Regions from separate parts of the Mus musculus genome. Here all the other regions are linked to region 1. The links are chromatin contacts, called in public promoter capture Hi-C maps. All regions are on one chromosome and are shown on one strand. The core of a region is the stretch at or near the end of the contact, and the rest is flanking DNA. Distances in the headings are between cores, read along the strand shown.

Region 1 (2,700 bases), core at 80-2,579:
GACAAGGAAACCCAACAAAGAATAGATGGTATATTTGAGCAAATATAGGAAGACTGTTACACAGAGAGGGAAGTGAGGAGCTGGATAAAACCAGAAAAAGCAGAGGAGGTTGGTAGGGGCTGGACTGATTGATGGAAGTGTTTATTGATCACCATAGTAGGTCTGGAAACACAGTAATGTACAAAAACCAGTAAAGAATTCCTGGTCTTGGCGCTGGGGAGATGGTTTAGTGAGTAAGACTGATTGCTCTTCAAGGCTGAGAACCTGTTTGAATCACCCATTCCCGAACTCAAGAGGCCTGGCCTCGCTGTGATGCCAGCAGTTGGAAGGCAGAAGCAGGGAGGATTAGGAGTTCAAGATTATTCTCGGCTACAGAGCAAGTACAAAGCTGGCCCGGGCTACAGAGACCCTGCCTCAAACTCTGTCCTAATTCCCAACAGGTAATGAAATCACAGGTCTGAAGGGAATGGGGAATACAAATAAGTACGTCTCCAGCTTTCTGGGAGATTTGTGACTATAGCTGACAATGGTCCTCTTTGCTCTCAGAAGACCCCCTGATGGTCTGGAGAGGCAAATTGGGGATGTAAGTGGGAGAGACAGGAGACTGAAAAACTGATTCAAATGGGAGATCCTGACATGATAAATATTTAGGAGGAAGAACCAACACCCAGATTAAGTAAGAAAACATTTCATCCCATAAGGGCAAAACTACTTAATCAGGCTTTTTTTTTTTCCACCTTTGACGAGAGACCCCAGACATCGAAGCGTCTCCGCCCAACCCCAAGCCTTCCCAGCGAATGGTAGCATTCTAATTCCTAGAAAGTGAAATAACCGCTCCAATTGCTTCTGGCCCCTGCCGCACCGCCTCCAGCTAACAGAGAGGGCTCCATCTCCAGGCCTCGCCCAATCAAGCGCCACCCCCGCGCCGCGCTCCTCCCTTAGGATCTTCCTCCTTCCGGCTCCCGCCCAGGGTCTACCTCCGACTGTCCTGCCCGCGGTGTTACCAAGGCCCACCTCCTGCAGACCGGCGGCAACCTCTTAGCACCGCCTCCGCTTCCGTAGGCCCAAGCTCCGCCCCTCAGACTCCTCCCCTGGGCACGCTCTTCCCCCCCACCCCGGCTCCGCCCTCAGCCTGCTGCTCCTCCCTCGTGTCCTCCCGCCCGTCAGCCCTCGGGACCCCCTCCGCCCCGCCTTCAGCACCCGGCTGGTGGAAGCCACAAACTCCTTTCCCTCAGCCCCGCCTGCCTCCTCCGTCCCCCCACCCCACGCTAGACCCCGCCCCGGCCCCGCCCTCCTCCTCTGCGCGCCGAAGCTCTGGACCTTTCCAAAGCCCGGCGCGAGGGGTGTGCAGGGAGCCCACGCGTTTGGAGAGCCCGGCCCGTGCAGGGCGGCGCTGGGGACTGAGTGCTCGGGTGGCAGGATCCTATTCGGAGGACCGAGAGGAGAACCGGGTAGGAGCCGGGGCGGCGGGCAGGCCGAGTGCAGACGCCTGTCCAGCACTCCCCCTCCCCGCGCTCGCCCCATTGGTGGCGGCCGAGCGAAGGACTCGCGGCTGCGGGGCTCGCGCCTCTGTCAGTGCGGCGGGGCGCGCGAGCGGCGCGGGGTGCGGAGCCGAGGGAAGCCGAGGGGGCGGAAGCGGTCGCGACTCTCGCGCGTGTGCTCGGGCTCCTCACGCGGCGGCCAGGGCCGCCTCTTCCCTCCCGCCCTCCGAGAGCAGACGCGCCGTCGCCCTTCGGTGCCGCGCGGCTTCCTCCAGACCTCGGCGCGGGTGAGTGGGGGCCGCGGGCCGCTCCTGAGGAGTGCGGGCGGGCTGTTCCGTGTGCCTTTTTCGTTCCTCACCTCCTCGGGCGGGCCGGTGCCTATTTTTAGAAACTCTTTCTCTCCGCGGTCCCGGGAGTCCTGGGAGCCGGAGTAACTCTCGGCCCCCTCCCTCTGTGCTCCCTCCCGGGCCCGCCGCCCCGGGTCGCCTGCCCCGGGGCCACGCGCGCCCGCCCCTGGACGCCTGGTATTCGCAGCTCGCCTCCGGTCGGTCGGCCGGGCGCGGGCCGGGAGTTGGGGGTGGGCCGGTGCCCGCTCGGAAGTTGGAGTCTTTTGTGCTGCGCCCCGCCCCGACCGGCGAGGGGAGGAGGGGAGGGAGCGGAGGTTGCGCCGGGGAGGCCTCGGGCGGGCTGGGGCCTGGCTCTGGCCTGGATTGGGGCCCCGGGTTTCTTCCGGCTTTCCAGTCGGTCCAGCTCTTTGAGGTTCCCTTAGGCGCGCAAAACTGGTCCTTTCTTTTCCCTCACGGGTCTGTCTGAGCGCCTTTCTCGCTACCCTTGCCTAGCCTTTGCTCGGTGTCTTGTGGAGCGCGGAAGGGAACGGCCAGCCCTCGAACTGGGGGGCCGCGTCCCCCACTTTGCTCCAGCCCGAGCCTCAGTTTTCACCTGGGTGAAATGGGGTCAAGGAGGAACGCAGCCTCTCCGGGTGTTAGTGAATTCAGGGAGGGAGTTAGTACAGGGCAGAAGCGTTAAATGCCAACAGGTAACGTTTAACGAGACTGACCCAGGAACTTCGTGAATGTATCGCCTCATGTCCACACCGGTCTTCCAGAGCTGTCCCTGCTCACAGGAGCAGAAATCAAGGTTCAGAGACATGAAACCGCCGTAGAAGTACAAAGCTGTTAGTAACCGTTACTTATTTCCTGATAGGAAATCTCTTTGTGCA
Region 2 (2,792 bases), core at 190-2,689, 2.3 Mb after region 1:
GCCCTGGGTAAGGACTTAGGATGGTGTTCTGCCTCTCCTTGCCAGGGGATAGCACGGTTTCCCTGGCAGCCTAACACACGGACATTGGTTCCAGAACAGAGAGCCGAGAAAGCCTGCTGATCTGGGACCGGGGTCCTGGGCAGGTTAGAGGGGGGGAAGGTCAGCCTTGGCTGACTATCCCCACTCACCCATCAGAACGTGTCCTCTAAAACAGTTTTACCGCGGGTGGGAAAGTGCACATTGGGGTCCTTTACTCGGTGTCTTATCCATAATCCTCCTCACCGGAAAAGTGGGAAGAGAAGGTGGGGCACTCTCCCTGCTTGGTCAGCGCCCTGGACTCTTGAGCCCGGATGACCAGTCCTCTCCCGCCCCTGCGCCTCCCCCATCCCCCCCAGGTCCCCACCTTGAGATAGTCGTTCTCGGAACGCAGCTCTTCCAGCTCCCGCACCAAGCCTCCGGGCCCACAGTCCAGCATCTCCTCGGTGAGGTCGGAGAAGGCTAGCGAGGCGCTGAGTGGCAAGCGGCTGCTGCCCACCGACGATGCGGCCACCGACGGCTCATCCGGGGAGGCGGGAGGCCGCGGAGGCTGCTGCCCCGACTGCGCTGGCTGGGGCGGCTGCCCGGTGCGGGTCCCCGCCGGGCCGCCCGCCGCAGACTCGGCGTCGCTGCTCAGCGCCAGCTCCAGGCCCAACTGGCGCGCCTCCTCCGACGCGCAGTCCGACACCTCGGAGCTACTGTCCGTGAGGCTGGGCGGCGGCGGCGGCGGGCGGGGCCCGGTACCGGGACGAGGGCGACCCTTGGCGCGGACCCCCGTGCGCACCCCGGCCACCCGAGGCCCCGTGCCTCGGGTACCAGGAGCCACCGCGCGCCCCTTCTTGTCGGGCCTCGCCGAGGACGCGGTGCCACAGGCTGTAGCGGAGCCCGGGCCTGTGCCGCGGCGGCCTTTGGCCAGAGACCAGCCGGCCACGTCCTTGGGCCGGGCTGGTGATGGCGCGCGGTGGCTTTTCTTCCTCTCCGCGGCGGGCGCGGGCGCAGGCGGGGGGCCGTAGCCCCGCGCCGATGACTCTCCCGCTGGCGTCTCCATCGCGGCCTCCCCGGGTCTCAGCGAGCGGCGCGCATGGCCCGGGAGTGGCCGGCTTGGGTGTCCCTGCGGCGGGTCTCGGATGCGCTCCCGCCGCTCAGGCCGCGACTGCGCTCCGGTCTCCTGCGTCCGGGGGCTGCGCTCGGGCCCTGCCCCGCGCCGCGCGGCCTCTCCGCCACTCGGTGCTCTCAGCGCGCGGCCCGATCTCCTCCAGGCGCCGCGACTCCGACTCCGGCTCCGCCCGGTGCCCGCCCCCTCCGCCTCGCCGCGCCCCCGGAGTGCGCCCGGACCCCGACTGCAGCCTGCTCGGCGATCGCCGCCTCGGACTCCCAGTCCGGCTGAGGCCAGGGCCCCGGCTCCGCCCGGCGCGGCCCGCCCCCCACGCAGCCCCGCCAGCTCCCCGCCCCGCCGCCTCGGCTCGGGGGCGCGCGGCTCGGCGAACAAAAGGCGGACGCGGCGGGAGCAGCGGGGAGGGACGCGAGCGGGGAGCGAGGGAGGGATCCGCGAGGCAACAGCGACCCCCTCGAGGGTCAGGCGGGCCCGGGCAGCCGCGGCCTCGGCTCGCTCCCGCCGCTCCGGGCCGCCGGCCGCTCCTCTGCGGGCTGGGGGATCACACCCGGCCGAGGAGCCTGGAAGCCCGGCGTCGCCGTAGGGGCCTCGTGGACGACAGGAGAGACTATTCCCTGGCAGAGGCCCCGCGGACCTCAAAGGGCCGGAGCCAGCATCCATGCACACCCAGCACCGCGCCGCGCGCCCCTTGTGGGTGCTGAGCCTGCGCGAACTCCGCCCCCTTTAACTGGGCATGACAAACGACCCCATCCTATAGAACCTTAAACTGAACACGACCTGGCACGCGGTCGGTTCTTGGTCTGAGAAGGAAGCAGGATGGATCCTACAGAGTATGCTGGACTCCTTTTGCCTCGTCTATCTGTCCGCTGCCATTGGAACCGTGGCGTTCCGCGTGCATCTTGGATCTTGCACACCCTAGTTGCCTATGAACCCGGGCATAGTCTTGTCTCCCCGACCCCAATTTCATGGTCTTTGCGATTAACTTCAGGCTGTGCCTTGAGGATGCCAGACCGTTAGGTGCTTAGGGGGCAGGTTCTAGGCCGGTTAGGGGCTGGCATGGGACTGTGACCCTGAATACCAACAGGGTCAGATTGACTCCACCACAGACTCCAAGGCCCCAGTATTGGTGGGCATGGTTTCTTTCCTCTTGAGCTATTCAGGCTATCAGAGTTAATTTCTCAGAATCCCTTACACCTTCCTCACCTCTGCCCTCTCCACACTGTGCCTAAACCATAGTAAGTTCTTTGGCCCTGGGAAGGCACTCATCAGCATGGTAGCTGCCCAGTCTCTTGCCACCCAGAAGGTAGCTCGTACACACACACACACACACACACACACACACACACACTATGCAGCCTCTTTTTCTTCCTTTAGACCCTTCTCGGTCTTTCTCTCCCCTTCTCTTTTCCCCCTTCTTTTCCATGGGTTCCTCGTCCTCCTCTTCTTCCCTCATCTTTACTTTGGCTCCTCCCCTTTCTCCTAACCTGACCTACATCATGGCCAACTAGTTCAAGGTCTACTCCTTTTTCTTTTATTGACCCACCATCCACCTCGAAGTACAAGCAGGTCTGCCTAGCACCTGGGAACCCTGAGGACCCTGGGGAGTCCTCCTACACCCAAGCCGCGGAGTCCAGTCCTAGCC
Region 3 (2,700 bases), core at 3-2,502, 2.5 Mb after region 1:
CTGTATGGAGGAGTGGTCCGACTCCCCGCTACATATCTGGAGTGATACTGAAGAGAAGCAGCATTGCTGTATTGCAAAATTCTACATGTTCACAATAGTTAATTAGCACACATCTAGGCTGTCATCAGAACGCAAGGGCTGAAATATTTCCTTCCTTTTAAAGTATTAAAAGTAACATTTCACAGAATAATAATAAAGAGTAAATAAGATAACATATGTAGGGTGCTCAGTACTCTTTCTGCCTATATTGTGAGCTCGGTAATCAGAGCTACACATTAGTTCTGGCTTCCATTTTTGAGTCTGTTAAATTTGCAGACCAGCGCATCCCTCAACCCTTCCTGGAGTAGACAGCAATTAACACGGAGACCCAAAACTGGTCAACACACAGAGAATAAGAGATCTTGGGACACTCAGCCCTAAATGGGATGTCTACAGCATCCCCTTTACCTCAGGGCTCATGGGCGTGGGTCTATGTGGAAGAGGAGAAGGATTGTTTAAGAGCCAGGGGTGATAAACGGCTTCCAATAAGCAGTTTTTCAGGGATTGTGTCAGTATGCACAAGACCCACAAAAGCTCAAGCCATACAAAACACAGAGAAGGGGGAGTGGGCACAAAAGACCCAACTGTAGCCAAAACTATTCATAACTGATAGCTGCTGGGAGAGGGAAAATCAGTTTTCTTCAGTGGAGTGACTGGGTATATCAACCACTCTCCAGGGCAGGACTCCATGCTTAGTTTGTTTTTTACTTTAGAAAGAGGAAAAATAGAGCATGAGTTGGGTGTGTAGGGAGTTGGGGGAGGATATGGAAGGTGTTGGGGGAAGGAAATGAATATGATCAAAATATATTGTATGAAATTTTCAAAAAAAAAAAATCAAACATTTTAAAACGCTCCTCTCCGTTACCTGTATAGCTCACAGGTTTGAAAACTGGATAAACCCTCACTCACCAGCCAATTATTAATAATCTAAGTAATGCATTAACCATAATTTCCCAAAGTGGATAAAATCAAATGTTACGATAACGCTCCCCTCCCAACCGGACCCTTTTAAAATTGGCCGGGCTGCGGGAGAGAACCGTGAGTGACAGCGCGTCCGGCCAGTCACTGTCACTGGCCAATCAGAGGTGGCCCCGTCTTAGGCCCGCCCCAAGGCCCGGCCCAATCGGGTCCCGGTGGCGGCGTGAGCAGGGCGGTTGAGAGGCGGTCGGTTCCAAGTGGGTCCCGGCGCGGGGGAGAGGACGGCTTGGCAAGCAGGACCCGTGAGTGAGGTTCGCACGCCGCGACTCAACTGCCCCACACTGCGGCTGCCGGGCACGGCCCTGCCAAGCGGGACCGCCGCGACTGACCTTTGCCGGGAGCCCATTCTGGCAAGTGGCGTGTGCCGCGGGTCCCTGGCGTCCCCTCCGGCGCGCTCTTGGAGCCACTTCCCGGAGCGGAAGTCTGCCTGCTCGGGCTCCGGTGGGACCTGCTCGGAGGAATGGCGCCGCCGGGTGAGGCGTTGCGCATGGCTCAATAGTGGGGCCCCGCGGCCGACACGCTTTGGGGAGCGGGGCGTCGCCCGCGGGAGGCTAGTGCGGACCACACGGGCGCCGGCTAGGCGCGGTTCCCCTCCCCTACGGGGCAGGGGCATGGGCACGGGCGCTTTCGGGGTCGAGCGTGTGGCGGAGGCTGCGAGCTGGTGAAGTGCTGGGGACCCGAAGGGTTGGTGGCGGGGCGTGCGACGTGGGACTACGGGTCCCCGCAAGGCCGAGCGCGAGCCCGGGCAGCGCGGAGCCCGAGCCTGGCCTCCTCCATTCATTCGAGTAGTACCAGCGGCCTACGCCTGTCACAGAGAGCCACCCCTGGCATCATGAAAGCTTTTGAGCATGTCACTAGACTTTCTTCGACTTCTAGGTTCCTTTTCCCTGACAGGGACAGGAGACTCACAGGTCTGTCTGGGAGCTGAAAGCCTAGGGTATGAAGTGATATTACGGGTGCAGACTTGTAACCGGCCACGTATTGATTGTGAGAACAGAAGCCAGGGACTCAACAGCTTAGTTTCTCATCTGGTATCTGCTTCGCAAGAGTTGTGTTAAATGATATTTCTGTGCTTGCTTTTAACAGTGCCGGGCAAAACTCAATGCTTGGTAGATTCTGAGTGGATAGGTGGGAATCTTAGTGTATTCAAGTCACTATTTTATTTGTTGGTAAAGTGGCTAAAGTCAGAACTTGCATTGAAACTTAAGTTTGAGTTTCAGTTATTTGTCTCAGGGCAAGGGAGTGGGCACCTACTTAAGAACCTTTTTTCTTTTCTTTACTTAGATAGGGTCTAGGGAGCTGGGAGTTGGTTCAGTGCAACTTGTGGATCTGAGTTCAAATCTTAGCACTGGGTATGGCTGGCTGCATTGTGCACGTAACCCCAGCATTGGAGGGCAGAGACCAGCAGATCCCAAGAGGTAACCATCTAGTCTAGCAAAAATGGTTCTAGATCAGTGAAAAGGCCCTGCCTCAAGGCAAGAAGGCATAGAACATCAGAGGAAGTCATCCTGTGTTTACTCTGGCCTCTGCATGCCTGTGCACTGGCATACACTTATGTGCATGTACCACAATACACACAGAATAGGTAGGGTCTTACTATGAAGCTGGGGCTCCAGCTCAGACTCACCATCTTGCCTCTGTTTCCCTAGTCCTGGAGTGACAGGTATGAAATAGTTTACAAAC
Region 4 (2,703 bases), core at 120-2,619, 2.4 Mb after region 1:
CTAAGCTTATGACCAATCTGGGTTTCTATATTAGAGTGACTCTAATTCTCTAAAAAAAAAAAAAAGGATGTTGAGCTGTAACACCACCAAGAAAACAGGTATAGTAGTCACTGTCCTGCTGTAAAGACAAATTTTATATATGTGTGTGTGTGTGTGTGTGTGTGTGTGTGTGTGTAGTCTCAGGTACTTTTCTCTCATAGGAGTATAGACATGTGTACAACAGTTGCTCCCTATTTCCTACTCCCTGACCAGCAATTATTTCGCTGGCAGTCTGAGTCAGAGGAATCCTATATGTGAATCCTGCCCATGTGTATAATGAAAGCTTTTGTACATCTCAGTTAGATGCTGAAATAGTCTGTCTCGATACCCCCTGGGTATATATATATATATGTATACACACACACACACACACATATATATCATTAACATATGTGTGTGTGTTACTGGGAATACCTAATAATGATAACAAGCACCATTTATTTTATTCAGAGCCAGATACCACATCAATCGTTAGAGCAACGGCCTGGCAGAGAGGAACGTGGGGCTGAGAAGAGCTTTGTGTGTGCTGACTTTGATCTATCTAACTACAGTGCATGGTATAAACGAACTAACTGCTACACTCGATTAGGTGGAAGAATGGAGGAGTTAAAGGGCTCAAACTGCTGTACCAGGTTGCATGGCAAACTGCGTCACCTTGGGCGCTAAATTAACTTCTTACCGACCCCACTTTCTCCCTCTGTGGAATGGGGATCCAGTGGTGTTTCAAACGAGTTGGGGAAGACATAATCAAAGGGCTGAGCAGCGATGAGTAATTCATTTTACCGCGGGATCAGGTCTGATCGATTTAACGGCAGCACCGCGCCGTTTGGGGCACTGGGCGGCGCGCAGAAATCAAGTTTGAAAGTTGGGAGCCTAGGGAACCCCCGCAGAACCGGCGGCTCACTTTCCGATCTTCGGTTTCCCGCCTCAATCCAAATGGGTGGGTTGGCCGAGCTACACCCACCCTTCCCTCCCCGCACTCCTCGGAGACCCTCGTAGGTGGGGAACTCCCACCGCCCGATAGGCTTGGGGCGGGGGCGGGCCGGGGGTGGGGCCTGGCGAGGGTCGGGGCCGCCGCCCACCTGCCGCCGCTCACCTCTAGGCTGTAGTTGCCGCGGATGGCCGTGAAGTCATCCAGGGCTTCGGCCGCGCTTCCCTCGTCCAGGTTCAGTTCCTGGCACAGGGCCTGCAGCGCCTCCCTGGCCGCGGCGACCGCCGCCGCCCCCTCGGCGTGGGGCTCGTCCTCGAACATATCCCCCTCCGGCCCGACGGGCGGCGCGACCGGCTTCGGGGTTTTCTTTTCCCTCCCGGCGAGCTACCCACAACCCCCCGCGACAAAGCGCGCGAAAATCGCCTTCTTGAGCTCGCCTTCCCTTCATCGTCTGCCTCCGCTTTTCTTCTCAAAAAGTCCCTTTCTCCTCTGGAGCCCGCAGCAGCCCGTCTCCCGGAATGGGATAAGAAGATGGACCTCGGACTCTAACGGAGATCTAGCTCGGGCCCTGGGTGGGCAGCTGCGGGGCTCCGGGCCGCGGGGACGGACGTGAGAGAGCGGGGCGGAAGGATCCGAGCCGGTGCTGAGGCTGCCGGGACTGTAGCTCGCGCCCCGCGCTCTCCACCGCGGGTTCCCTGGTGTGGGTGACTTGGGACTGCGAGTCCGTTCACGCTAGTGGGAAGCCTTCTCCATGACACTGTCCTGTGGACCCTAGGTTTGTCAGCTCCCCGGCGCGCCTCCAGCCCGCTCTCACTGAGCTTTGACCCTCGATGGAGGTGGAGGCGGGAGCTGCCGAAAGTGGCTTCTTCACGTAGAAGCGCCACGTCAGAGACTCCCAAATCTCGCCAGAAAGGGATGCAGGGACAAGGGTTTGGGGTGACGGGTCTCAGCCTCACTCCCAGGATTCTGGAAACTGTCCCAGTAAATAGTCGTTTCAGGAATAGAGATGGTCCTCGCGCTTACCTGAAAGGTGTTTTTAAAACCTAAACTAGAACCTGATCGTTTTCACTCAGAATCCTGCACGAGATCATTTTTTGTCTTTAAAATACAGAAAAATAATAGCATTCAGATGCACCAGGTAACTCGTAACCTTGGGAATATCAAGCTAGTTCTCAGTCGCAGGAGGCTTTTCTCCGTGTGTGAAAATGCTATTGTGCATATCTTTGCATACCTTGCTCTTCATCATTTAAGTCTAATTTTAACCTTCTCAGGCCATTACTGAGCAGTACATCTATAAGCTGACACCTAACTTCTATTTCATCGTCTCCATTGTACCTTATCTGAAATTGTCATACTTATTGATCAGCTCTTCCAAGAGAGTTGGATGGTAGGATAGAATCGTTTGCCTTCACTGTATTCCCTGATTTGGATTATTTCTCTTCTACACTAAGGACTTGGGGCAGTGTGTTTGAAAATTACAGAGTAGTCCTTGTTTGGATGAAGGAGTCACTAGAGAAGAAAACAGGGACGTCAAGGCAAGTTATGAAGGAGTTCCTATGCCCCACTAAAGCCTCATGGTATACTCAAAGCAGAGATTTTAACATGTTAATGATGATTAATTTGTTTTGGACAAAATCCACTGCTGCGGGTATGGCCTCGTGGAGACTACCAAGTTTGGAGGTAGTAGAGTGTTGTCTTACATGACGTATCGGAAGGAATCGTTGAATTAAAAT
Region 5 (2,953 bases), core at 172-2,671, 2.3 Mb after region 1:
TAAAATGAAATCTTGCCAGGTGTGGTGGCCTACACTTTTAATCCCAGTACTCAGGAGTCAGAGGCAGGTGGATCTCTGAGTTCGAGGCTAGGCTGGTCTATAGAGACTACATAAGACAGGCCCTGTCTTACCCCACCCCCACCCCCAAAGTTACTCTTCTGTAGAGGGAGAGAAAAAGAGAAACGTGAGTTCCTATTTTTAAGCTTTCTTTCTTTTTTTTTTTTCCCCCAGAGCTGAGGACCGCACCCAGGGCCTTGCGCTTGCTAAGCACTCTACCACTGAGCTAAATCCGCAACCCCTTTTAAAGCTTTCTTAAAGTCAGTCCTTCAGTTAGGCACAAGGGGCTCCACCCCACAAGAAGTAAAGTTCACTGAATTTGAAAATCATAACCACGGAGGGGCCACTTTCCAAGCGAACACCTCCGGGGATCGATCATGCAAGGGGTTAAGCTTCACAGCCACCAACCAAGAAAAAAAAAAAAAAAAAAAAAAAAAAAAGTTGAGCAGATTCAAAGTGTTGACGGGAGCAAGACCAAGAACCAGAAGCATCCCTTAAAATTCTTAAAATTCTTGAGTGGCCAAGTTGTGGAATGTTGGGGTTTCAGTGAATAACTTGCTCTTATGTTGGAAGAGAAATTCCCTTAGTAGCACTCTGCAAATACAATGAGCACATACTGAACCCTACTAGGCTATTATGATAGTCAGTGAGAATCCAGAGATTAAGCACCTTCCCTCCCCTTTAAGGAAAACCCCAAATTCCGGGACCAGCTTCAGAGTTAAACTTAAAAGCGCTCAAAATCTCTCATGGGGCCAAGTGTTCCGGGAGCTGCGGTTAGCACAAAAGGGTCTCCCAAGCCAGGTGAGCCTGAAAGACCGCAAGCCACAGCCGGAGGTCTGGGGTAAAATCTTCTAAGAAGGGCGGGGATCGCTCCTGGCAGAAGTGACAAGTTCCCGAAAAGACCCTTCTACCAAACCTCCCTGGGCCTCTACTAGGTTCGCCGCCCAGAGTGAACCGATGGGCTTGCACTTCACCTGTGCCCACCTCGGGTAGCCCGTGTGTTCGCATCCCGACAGGGCGCCTCCTTCTCCAGCGGCGGGTTCCCGCCAGCCGCTTCCCCCAGAGACCTCCCCCTTAGGATGCCTCCCATGTGGACTCTCCCTGCTCGGCCCCACGGTGGCCATCCTTCGTCCCTCAGGCCCGCTACCTCTGAAGATGTCCAGCACTTTCTTCTCTCGGAAACCACGATTCTCTAAGAAGGAGCACACGTCCTCCGGTTCCCAGGTTCGGAGGTCGGTGTTTTGGAAGTCGTCGTCTGCAGACAGATTAGCTGTTGCAGGAGGAGTGCTCGGTGGCGTCCTTGGGCTGCCATCGCAGCGGGGTCGCTTAGCTGGCTGCTCCAAGGGTGCGCTCTGCATGGCTACCTCCGACACCCGGGGCTGCGAAGTTAAGTACCGCGGCACCGGCTCGCGCGCAGCCGCACTGACACCACACCCCAAAAGTGAGTCCATTCAGTTTTGCCAGCCTCCAGGCCTACTGCGCAGGCGCCCCGGACATCAGCCCTGGGAGCGTGGCCTCCCCGGGGCGCTCGCGCCCGGCCCATTGCGCAAGCGCAATGCCTACGCGATCGCCCTCAACTCCGCCCTTGTGTTTCTCCGAAAGGGTGGTGTTATTAGAAAAGCAAAACTGAGTTGTGGTTAAGAGTGGAGACTTTAGTGAGGACAAGGCCAAAGAGGGCATCTGGGGCTAAGGAAGGTTCACCACGCTCCAGATTAAAAAGGTCTTCTGGTGAACTGCAGGTATCTTCCTGAAACAAATACGTTTTGCCAGGTTTCAAACACCCCAAGCTGTAAACTTGTTAAAATAAAATTAAAAACAAAAAACAAAAAAACCCTATAAGGCAACAAAGCTGCCACTCCTATCCCAGAGCAGAAAACAAGGGACTGGCCCAACTGGAAAACCCTGAAGTGATTGCCAGCTGGTTGTCGGACTGTCCTGTTAGATTCCACATTCACAGTTAGTTGGCAGCAGACCGCCCTATTATTTCCAAATAGACAGTATTTTTACTAATTACTAGTCAGTGTCCAAATAGCAGGCTTTCTTTTTTTTTTTTTTTTTTTTTTTTTTTTTTGGCGTTAAGCCATTTTGGGACAGACCCCAAACTTCCCCATAAATCTTTATCCACCCATTACTAGTACAACGACCACTAATTTACGACACCTCTTCAGAAACCAAGACACATACACATCTAGGTATTTTAACGTCAGGCAGTACAAATGAGATGTTTAGTGGTGAGCCCGACAGCTGTAAGTGATGCTTAGGCATAAAATACAAGCTTGAGAGCCGGGTGTGGTGGCGCACGCCTTTAATCCCAGCATTTGGGAGGCAGAGGCAGGCTGATTTCTGAGTTTGAGGCTAGCCTGGTCTACAAAGTGAGTTCCAGGACAGCCAGGGCTACACAGTGAATCCCTGTCTCGAAAAAACAAAACCAAAAACAAAACAAGCTCGAGGCCCGATGTTCATTACCCAGCAACAAACAAACAACAGACAAACTAGAAATCGGATGAACCAAAATATTCTTAGCAAACAGTGCTGATGTGATCAGGGCCCTGTTCTAAAGGCTTTACAAACATTCATTTAACGAATTTCAGATGTAGGAAAGTGAAGTATAAAAGCTGGGAGAGAGGGCTGGAGAGATGGCTCAGTGGTTAAGAGCACTGACAGTCCTTCCAAAGGTCATGAGTTCAATTCCCAGCAACCATATGGTGGCTCACAATCATCTGTAATTGGATCCTATGCCCTCTTGTGTTGTGTCAAGGACAGTATGGTCATATACATAAAATAAATAAATAAATCTTAAAAAAAAAAAAAGCTGGGAGCTAAGAAACAACAGAGACTGGGCTTCCTGCAAAAGACCATGCTCTTACTAAATCTGCCTTAGTCAGTACTCTCTAAA
Region 6 (3,090 bases), core at 372-2,871, 2.8 Mb after region 1:
TGCTGACTCCTTACTAGATATCTACTTTCAAACTTGGATCGCTTCAGGAGCCAACATCCCAAAGGGCGAGCCTCTGAGCTGGCAGCTAATCTTCCCCAGGAGATTTAAATGTGTATACACAAACATAAGACTAATTTACCAAAGTCTCTTTTTTCAGGTGACCACTGACTTCTTCCATATGCCTGAGAGACAATGTTTGCCACAATCTTCTCTGGAAATAATCCTGTCCCCCTCCCTCCACAGGGCTCATACCACACCAGGATACAGATTCCTGAACATTCCCAGGGCAGAGCCAGAAGACAGAGAGGAAGGCAATACAGGGCTCTTGGTAAATCACACAGTCACAAGCTTGAATGGAATGCGTGTATTTCAAAGAGAACAAGTAAAAAGGGCAGCCTAACTCTCATCCCCCTAGAAATAACAGGTAAGAAGTTAAAGTGTTCTGTCAACAACTTTAAGATGACCATTTTCAGATCGAGAATTGATCTGGTTCCTGGAAACTGACCAAGGTTCCAGAAATCCAATCTTTAAACAGGAACTCTGGCCATTAATGAATCTTGACTTAAAAGAAACAAGCCAGCTCAATCTAATGCTTGCCAGGGGCACATAAAATGGAACTTTTTTTGGGTCCTGGCTTTGGTGTTGCAGTTCAGATGGCTGACAGGATGGCTGGACCATGTCAGACAGGGCAGAGCTGTCCCCAATATATCAGTTCCCTGAAAGGGACAAAGAAGATCCGAACCTATAAACAGAAATAACCTATAAACTAGAACGGGCCCCAGTTTCCCAAGTAAAAAGAGACAAGAGACTTAGAAGAAACCTAAAGGTGGTTTGGCAGAGAAAGGAAAAAAAAAAAAAAATCGACTGTCCCCATCCCCCATTCTTCCTTTCCAGCCAGGCACTCCGTTCCTTCTGCTGCCCTTGAGTGCCACTCCCCACAAACTGGAGAGGGAACCGGTGTCCAGACTCGACGAAAAGTTGGTGGAAGTGAGAAGCACACGGGACCCGTAGCAGATGGTCACCCTATCACTCCGGACACAAAAGAGAGCGTTCGGGGCCCACTTCTACTTTCTCCCCACACTCCTTCGGATAAGGGTGGGGGAAGAAAAAGAAAAAAAAAGGGGGGGGGGAGAGAAACTGAAGTGGCGAGGAAAGAGTGTCCAGCCTCCCAGAAGCTGAGCCCCTCGCCAAGGTCCGGAACAGAGGAGGTGGTGGTCGCGCCCGCCCCTCCCAGCCCCGTCCCGGGAGCGCGCTGACCTTGGAGGCCAGAGTGACAGCTAAGGAACCCCGGAACCCACCCAAGGGACGGGAAGGGACCACCCCCAAGGCCCAGGTTGGGACGAAAAGGGGAGGTCATCTGACGCCAGACAAGGGTGCGCCCGACCCCGGCCGCGCGGAAAGCCCCGGCGAGAGGCCAAGCGACGCCTAAGGTGACCCCGGAGGGCTAACATGGCGGCGCGGCCGCACCGAGCGCTCTCACCCTGCCCAGGCGGGCGACGCCACGATACCTGCGAGCCCCACCATGGCACTGCCGCCACTGTCGCCGTCGCCGCCGCTGCTTGCCTCCACCTTAGCTCGCCACCAACGCCGCAGGAGCTGGGGAGACGCCCCCTTCGTCTTCTAGTGGAGCGGTCCAAGGACCCCCGGTCCAGAACCGAGCTGTCTTCTGAGAACGCCTGACAAACTGGCTCAAAGCGAGGCTACTCTCAGACACTCTCCCCTCAGTATCCGCCACGAAATGTCCTTTCTGAGTTTTTAGTAGACTTGAATAAAATTATGGGGCGCTAAGGTCTTCAAACCCGTGGAATATTTGGTCAGGCGTATCTTAGGCAGCCCCGAACCTCCGGCCCATGGTCCCCTTCATGCATATGCAGCAGATTGTGATTCTTACTCTTTGAGAGCTCCGCGGGCGAGCGAGGTGTAGTTACGCTGATGAGCGTAACTCCGCAGAATCCTTAGCACCTTGTGATTTGTGTACTTTGGGAAAACTTCTCGTGGCTCAGATCTGGCCCTTCAACCACGGGCTGAGGACGTGCTTCCTCCTTGGTGAGGAAATGGCTTGCCCCAGGCTTGTTAATGTCTAGATGAGTCAGTGTGGTCACTTACTAGCTTATTAGCCACGTTCCTGACCTCATACTGTGCGCAAGCGCAGTGCTAGAGGCTAAGGAGGTACAATTCTACTCCTGACCCCAATTTTCTCAGTCACCAGGGTGAGAGTGAGTGTCGGGGGATAGTGGAGAGACTACCACCCAGTAACCACTTGTAGTCGCACCAGTACATGATTTGTAATTAGGCATCGTGGAAGGCACTAGGAGGCAAAGTAAAGAGAGGAGAAATGAGTGGAATCCTGGTGTCTGGAGTGGGCGAGGGTTGGGGCCGTCTTAGGCATATTGAGTTTGTGCATTGTGTGAGTGAGGGGTCTTGTTCCAGACATGGAGGTGACAACCCTAAGGGTGGAAGGTGAACAAGGAATATGACAGGTACCTTGGTCATGAATTTGAATTTTTGTCTTGAGAGACATGGGAAGCTATGTTCTTCGAGGCAATGAAAAGAAATCTGGGTCTCTCCGAGGCCATTGACTTTCAGGGTTAGAAAACATGAAAGTGAGGTTTGGGACAGGAAGCCAGTTAAGCAACCAGAACATCTTTCCAGACACAAAGTCATGGTGACTCAGACAGGTAGTGACTAAGGGAGCTAGAAGAGATCATATCAAACTGGGTGCGGGAAGCACATACTGAGGCACAGGCATTGACTCCTAAGCTGTGGCTGTAGGGATGAAGAAGAGGTGAAGAGCCCTTGGCCAGGGTGGAAAGGCCCGAAGACAGGCTGCTAGGGGACAATCAGAAGTGGGACAGAGAACTCAGTAGCGGAAATGCCTGGGCACACCGTGGATGGAGAGAGTGGACCTGTATAAGGGCTGGTGGGCCTCCCTCAGCACACGGGTCTTGGTAGTGTCTAGAAGCCAAGGGGATCCAAGGCAGGAAGGAAGGAGGCCAATGGTGATCTAGGGAGGAGCTGGGAAAGGAACTGCAGAAGCGGGGTGCAGCAGACTCTCTTGTCCCTACTGCCACAGGCTGGTCCATGAAGCAG
Region 7 (2,823 bases), core at 156-2,655, 2.1 Mb after region 1:
TGCAGGCAAAACACCCATACTATGGAATGAAATAATTATTTTTAAAAAGAAAAGAACTCGGATTTAGAGTAAAATAAACCCAACTACTAACTCAATGATTCCAGGCAAATTACTTTGCCTTTATAAACTCACTGCATAAAAGTGATGTTCCGGGCTGGAGAGATGGCTCATAGATTAAGAACACTAGCTGCTCCTCCAGAGGTTCTAAGTTCAATTCCCAGCAACCACATGGTAGCTCATAACCATCTATAATGTGATCTGGTAACCTCTCTTCTGGCCTGCAGGCAAACATGCAGCCAGAACGATGTATACATAATAAACAATTCTTGGGGGGTTTTTCTTTTCTTTTGTTTTTTAGTGATATCCCTTAGCATAGCACATCCTGTGTGGCACCATCTGGAGGATGGGACTGATTTTGCTCATTTGTCTGTTTGAGGCAGCATCTCTCACTCTGTATGCTAGACCAGCTTCGCTGTGTAACCCAGGTCAGACGGGGCACGGGATCTTGGAATGTAGCCAGGCCAGCCTAACATTCCTCCCCGGGTTTGGACTGCAGACGAGTCACAGTGTACACCACAACGTGTCTTTGTACAAGTTCGCAGGGGGTGCTGCTCCTTCTGTCCTTTCAAAACACATCCTGGGAAGTGCTAACAACACACAGTGAGGACGGGGTAGCTAGCCCGACACCTACTACTTTTCTATTCCCCCTAGTGGGGTTCTCCCCTGGTTTCAACTTGCCTCATCCTTAGGAAAGAATTTCTCTCTTGGGATCTCAGCTTCACATTCGGATCTCAGAAGAGAACGCTGAGCAAGAGGAGACGTTAGGGTTCACAGAATTGTTTTTTTTCCCGTTGAGACAGGTTGTCGTGACCGGGGACTTACCATCCTCCAGCAGGTAGACAGGCTTGCACCATCGCCAGGCGAGGGAACTTTGGTTTGGTTTTTGTTTTTGTTTTGTTTTCCATAGTCATGAACAAAGTCGTGAATAACGTGTAGGTTTAGGAGAGAACGCACAGAAGGTAACTCCAGTGGGGCAGCCCAGGGCTTCCGGGGACCAAGGACCCGGCTCGGGAGGCGGAGCAGGATGCAAGGCCACTTCTTCTTTGTGTCGCTCCGGGGGACGAGCCGCGGCTCAGCCGGCAAGGAAACGTACAATCTCGGCTTTCCTCGGAGGGGCTGTGCCTCAGTCTTCACAGCGCCTCCTCGCGCACAGATCGCCTCCGGGCCGCACTTGTCCCTTCTCGCTCACCGTCCCCTGGCGTCCGCCGGAAGCTTCTGTCACTTCCGCCCACCGGAGGGGACGCTCGCGTCGAGGCGTCGCCGAGCTTCGGAGCCGACCGCCGCGTGGCCGCCGATTGGCTGCGTGCGCACGTCATCAGGGCCCCGCCCCTCCCTCGGCGGCGCCTGCTCCGTGGAGCTTAGCGAGCCGGCCGCTGGGCAGAGCGAGCAGAGCCTCGGCGGGCCACTGTCCCTCGCTGCCCGGACTACCGCTGCCGCCCCGCGCGCCGAGTCCCGCGGTCCCAGACCCCGACTCCCTTCGGCTTGGCCCGCGCGCCCCACGCCCGGCTCGGGCGGCGCGACGGGAGGATGAGCGGCGGGCGGCGGAAGGAGGAGCCGCCTCAGCCGCAGCTGGCCAACGGGGCCCTCAAGGTGTCCGTGTGGAGCAAGGTGCTGCGGAGCGACGCGGCCTGGGACGACAAGGTGCAGAAGGCCCGGCGAGGGAGGACGGGCCCGGGTCTCCCTCGCCCCGGCCAATCGGCCGGGCGCGGCCATGGGAGCAGGGAGCGGGGTGCCAAGGGGGCCGGCGCGTAGTGGAGCGAGCGGAGCCCCTGCTATCCCCCGCCGTTTGCTCCGCAGGATCCGGAGTAGTTAGCGCTTCTGAAGACTGCGCACGTGCCGGGTGCGGAATCCCTGAAGTGCGTTTACTTTGCACATTGCGAGGGGTGGCTCTGTCCTTGCTCGCTTAGATGAGAAAGAAGACATGCCCTGTGAGCTTTAAGATTCGAGAGCCGGTTCTAAGACCACCTTAAGAGGGTGTGAGTTAGTAAGAAAGTCGCTAGACATGGGTTAGAAGAGGTTGGGGACTTAAAGATGCACTCGCTGGTCATCTCCAGAGGATCTGAGCCTGGACGCCTCCTATCATTGCTCCATTCTGTGATCTTCAAGCCTGTCACCATTCAGCCCGATTCTAGATGGTTTGAAAAGAATGCTATATTTGGACTCCTTCCGTTGTTTGGACTGTTGAAATTGGGCTTCCCTCCCTTCAGTTCCGCCATGGAGGGGGGGAGTACTTCCTGAAGGTGCCCTTGGCCTGCCCCCAGCCCTGCCCAGCTCTTGCAAAACCTGTCGTCTTTGTGAACTGCTGTGTCATATTTTTTATCTTCCCCGGTCCAAGGACTGGTGTCTGGAGTCCAGGGCAGTTCACAAACCTGAGTGCTCTTTGTTGGGTGAAACTTAGATGAGCTGGCACAGGCCTAAGCACACACTTCTCCACCACCACACTTTCCTAACTCTGGCTTTCTCAAAAGTCGCTGTACAGGAAGGGTGGGAACTGAAGTTAATAGTTTTTCTTCCTGGAGACTCTCTAGAACTTAGCTGGCCAGCCAAGGGTTATCTGTGGCCAGGAGCACAGTGCCCATTGTCACTTCAAAACAAACTTCTATTTACGCAGCTTCTTTTAAAGAAGTAACGACTTCTCTAAAATATGGTAGAGAACAGGCTCTGGAATTAGTCACTTAATAGTCTAAATATATTGTTTCCCATCACACTTTAGTAGAAGGAATGACAGAAGAACCACATATGGAGCAAGGTGGTGGTGGTAGT

The links. Promoter capture Hi-C pulls out the DNA fragments that hold promoters and counts their contacts. Capture Hi-C pulls out chosen DNA fragments and counts their contacts.
Region 2: a promoter capture Hi-C map of pre-B cells shows a contact between it and region 1, with 3 times the contacts expected there. The contact joins the promoter of Soga1 here to the promoter of Raly in region 1.
Region 3: a promoter capture Hi-C map of pre-B cells shows a contact between it and region 1, with 5 times the contacts expected there. The contact joins the promoter of Rpn2 here to the promoter of Raly in region 1. A contact is called at or near these places in 2 of 39 promoter capture datasets (liver and pre-B cells).
Region 4: a promoter capture Hi-C map of pre-B cells shows a contact between it and region 1, with 4 times the contacts expected there. The contact joins the promoter of Rbl1 here to the promoter of Raly in region 1. A contact is called at or near these places in 2 of 39 promoter capture datasets (liver and pre-B cells).
Region 5: a contact with region 1 is called in a promoter capture Hi-C map of adipose tissue, with 3 times the contacts expected there. The contact joins the promoter of Samhd1 here to the promoter of Raly in region 1.
Region 6: a promoter capture Hi-C map of liver shows a contact between it and region 1, with 2.4 times the contacts expected there. The contact joins the promoter of Blcap here to the promoter of Raly in region 1. A contact is called at or near these places in 1 of 39 promoter capture datasets (pre-B cells) and 1 of 9 other capture datasets (liver).
Region 7: a contact with region 1 is called in a promoter capture Hi-C map of pre-B cells, with 2.6 times the contacts expected there. The contact joins the promoter of Rab5if here to the promoter of Raly in region 1.

What each region holds. Positions count from the first base shown.
Region 1 is chr2:154,789,781-154,792,480 of GRCm38.p6, forward strand. Raly (hnRNP-associated with lethal yellow) reads left to right here and starts at 1,330. Exons shown (of 8, transcript NM_001139511.1): 1 at 1,330-1,768.
Region 2 is chr2:157,077,826-157,080,617 of GRCm38.p6, forward strand. Soga1 (suppressor of glucose, autophagy associated 1) reads right to left here and starts at 1,440. Exons shown (of 15, transcript NM_001164663.1): 1 at 404-1,440. The coding sequence starts at 1,084. It also overlaps a transcript of Tldc2 not described here.
Region 3 is chr2:157,277,846-157,280,545 of GRCm38.p6, forward strand. Rpn2 (ribophorin II) reads left to right here and starts at 1,253. Exons shown (of 17, transcript NM_019642.4): 1 at 1,253-1,490. The coding sequence starts at 1,478. It overlaps Mroh8 (maestro heat-like repeat family member 8), which reads right to left and starts at 1,704. Exons shown (of 25, transcript NM_001039557.4): 1 at 1,347-1,704. The coding sequence starts at 1,630.
Region 4 is chr2:157,203,165-157,205,867 of GRCm38.p6, forward strand. Rbl1 (RB transcriptional corepressor like 1) reads right to left here and starts at 1,370. Exons shown (of 22, transcript NM_011249.2): 1 at 1,136-1,370. The coding sequence starts at 1,291.
Region 5 is chr2:157,133,675-157,136,627 of GRCm38.p6, forward strand. It overlaps Samhd1 (SAM domain and HD domain, 1), which reads right to left and starts at 1,422. Exons shown (of 16, transcript NM_018851.4): 1 at 1,205-1,422. The coding sequence starts at 1,415.
Region 6 is chr2:157,564,740-157,567,829 of GRCm38.p6, forward strand. It overlaps Blcap (bladder cancer associated protein), which reads right to left and starts at 1,622. Exons shown (of 2, transcript NM_016916.3): 1 at 1,509-1,622.
Region 7 is chr2:156,861,717-156,864,539 of GRCm38.p6, forward strand. It overlaps Rab5if (RAB5 interacting factor), which reads left to right and starts at 1,406. Exons shown (of 4, transcript NM_026124.3): 1 at 1,406-1,701. The coding sequence starts at 1,588. It overlaps 5430405H02Rik (RIKEN cDNA 5430405H02 gene), which reads right to left and starts at 1,229. Exons shown (of 3, transcript NR_027914.1): 1 at 883-1,229.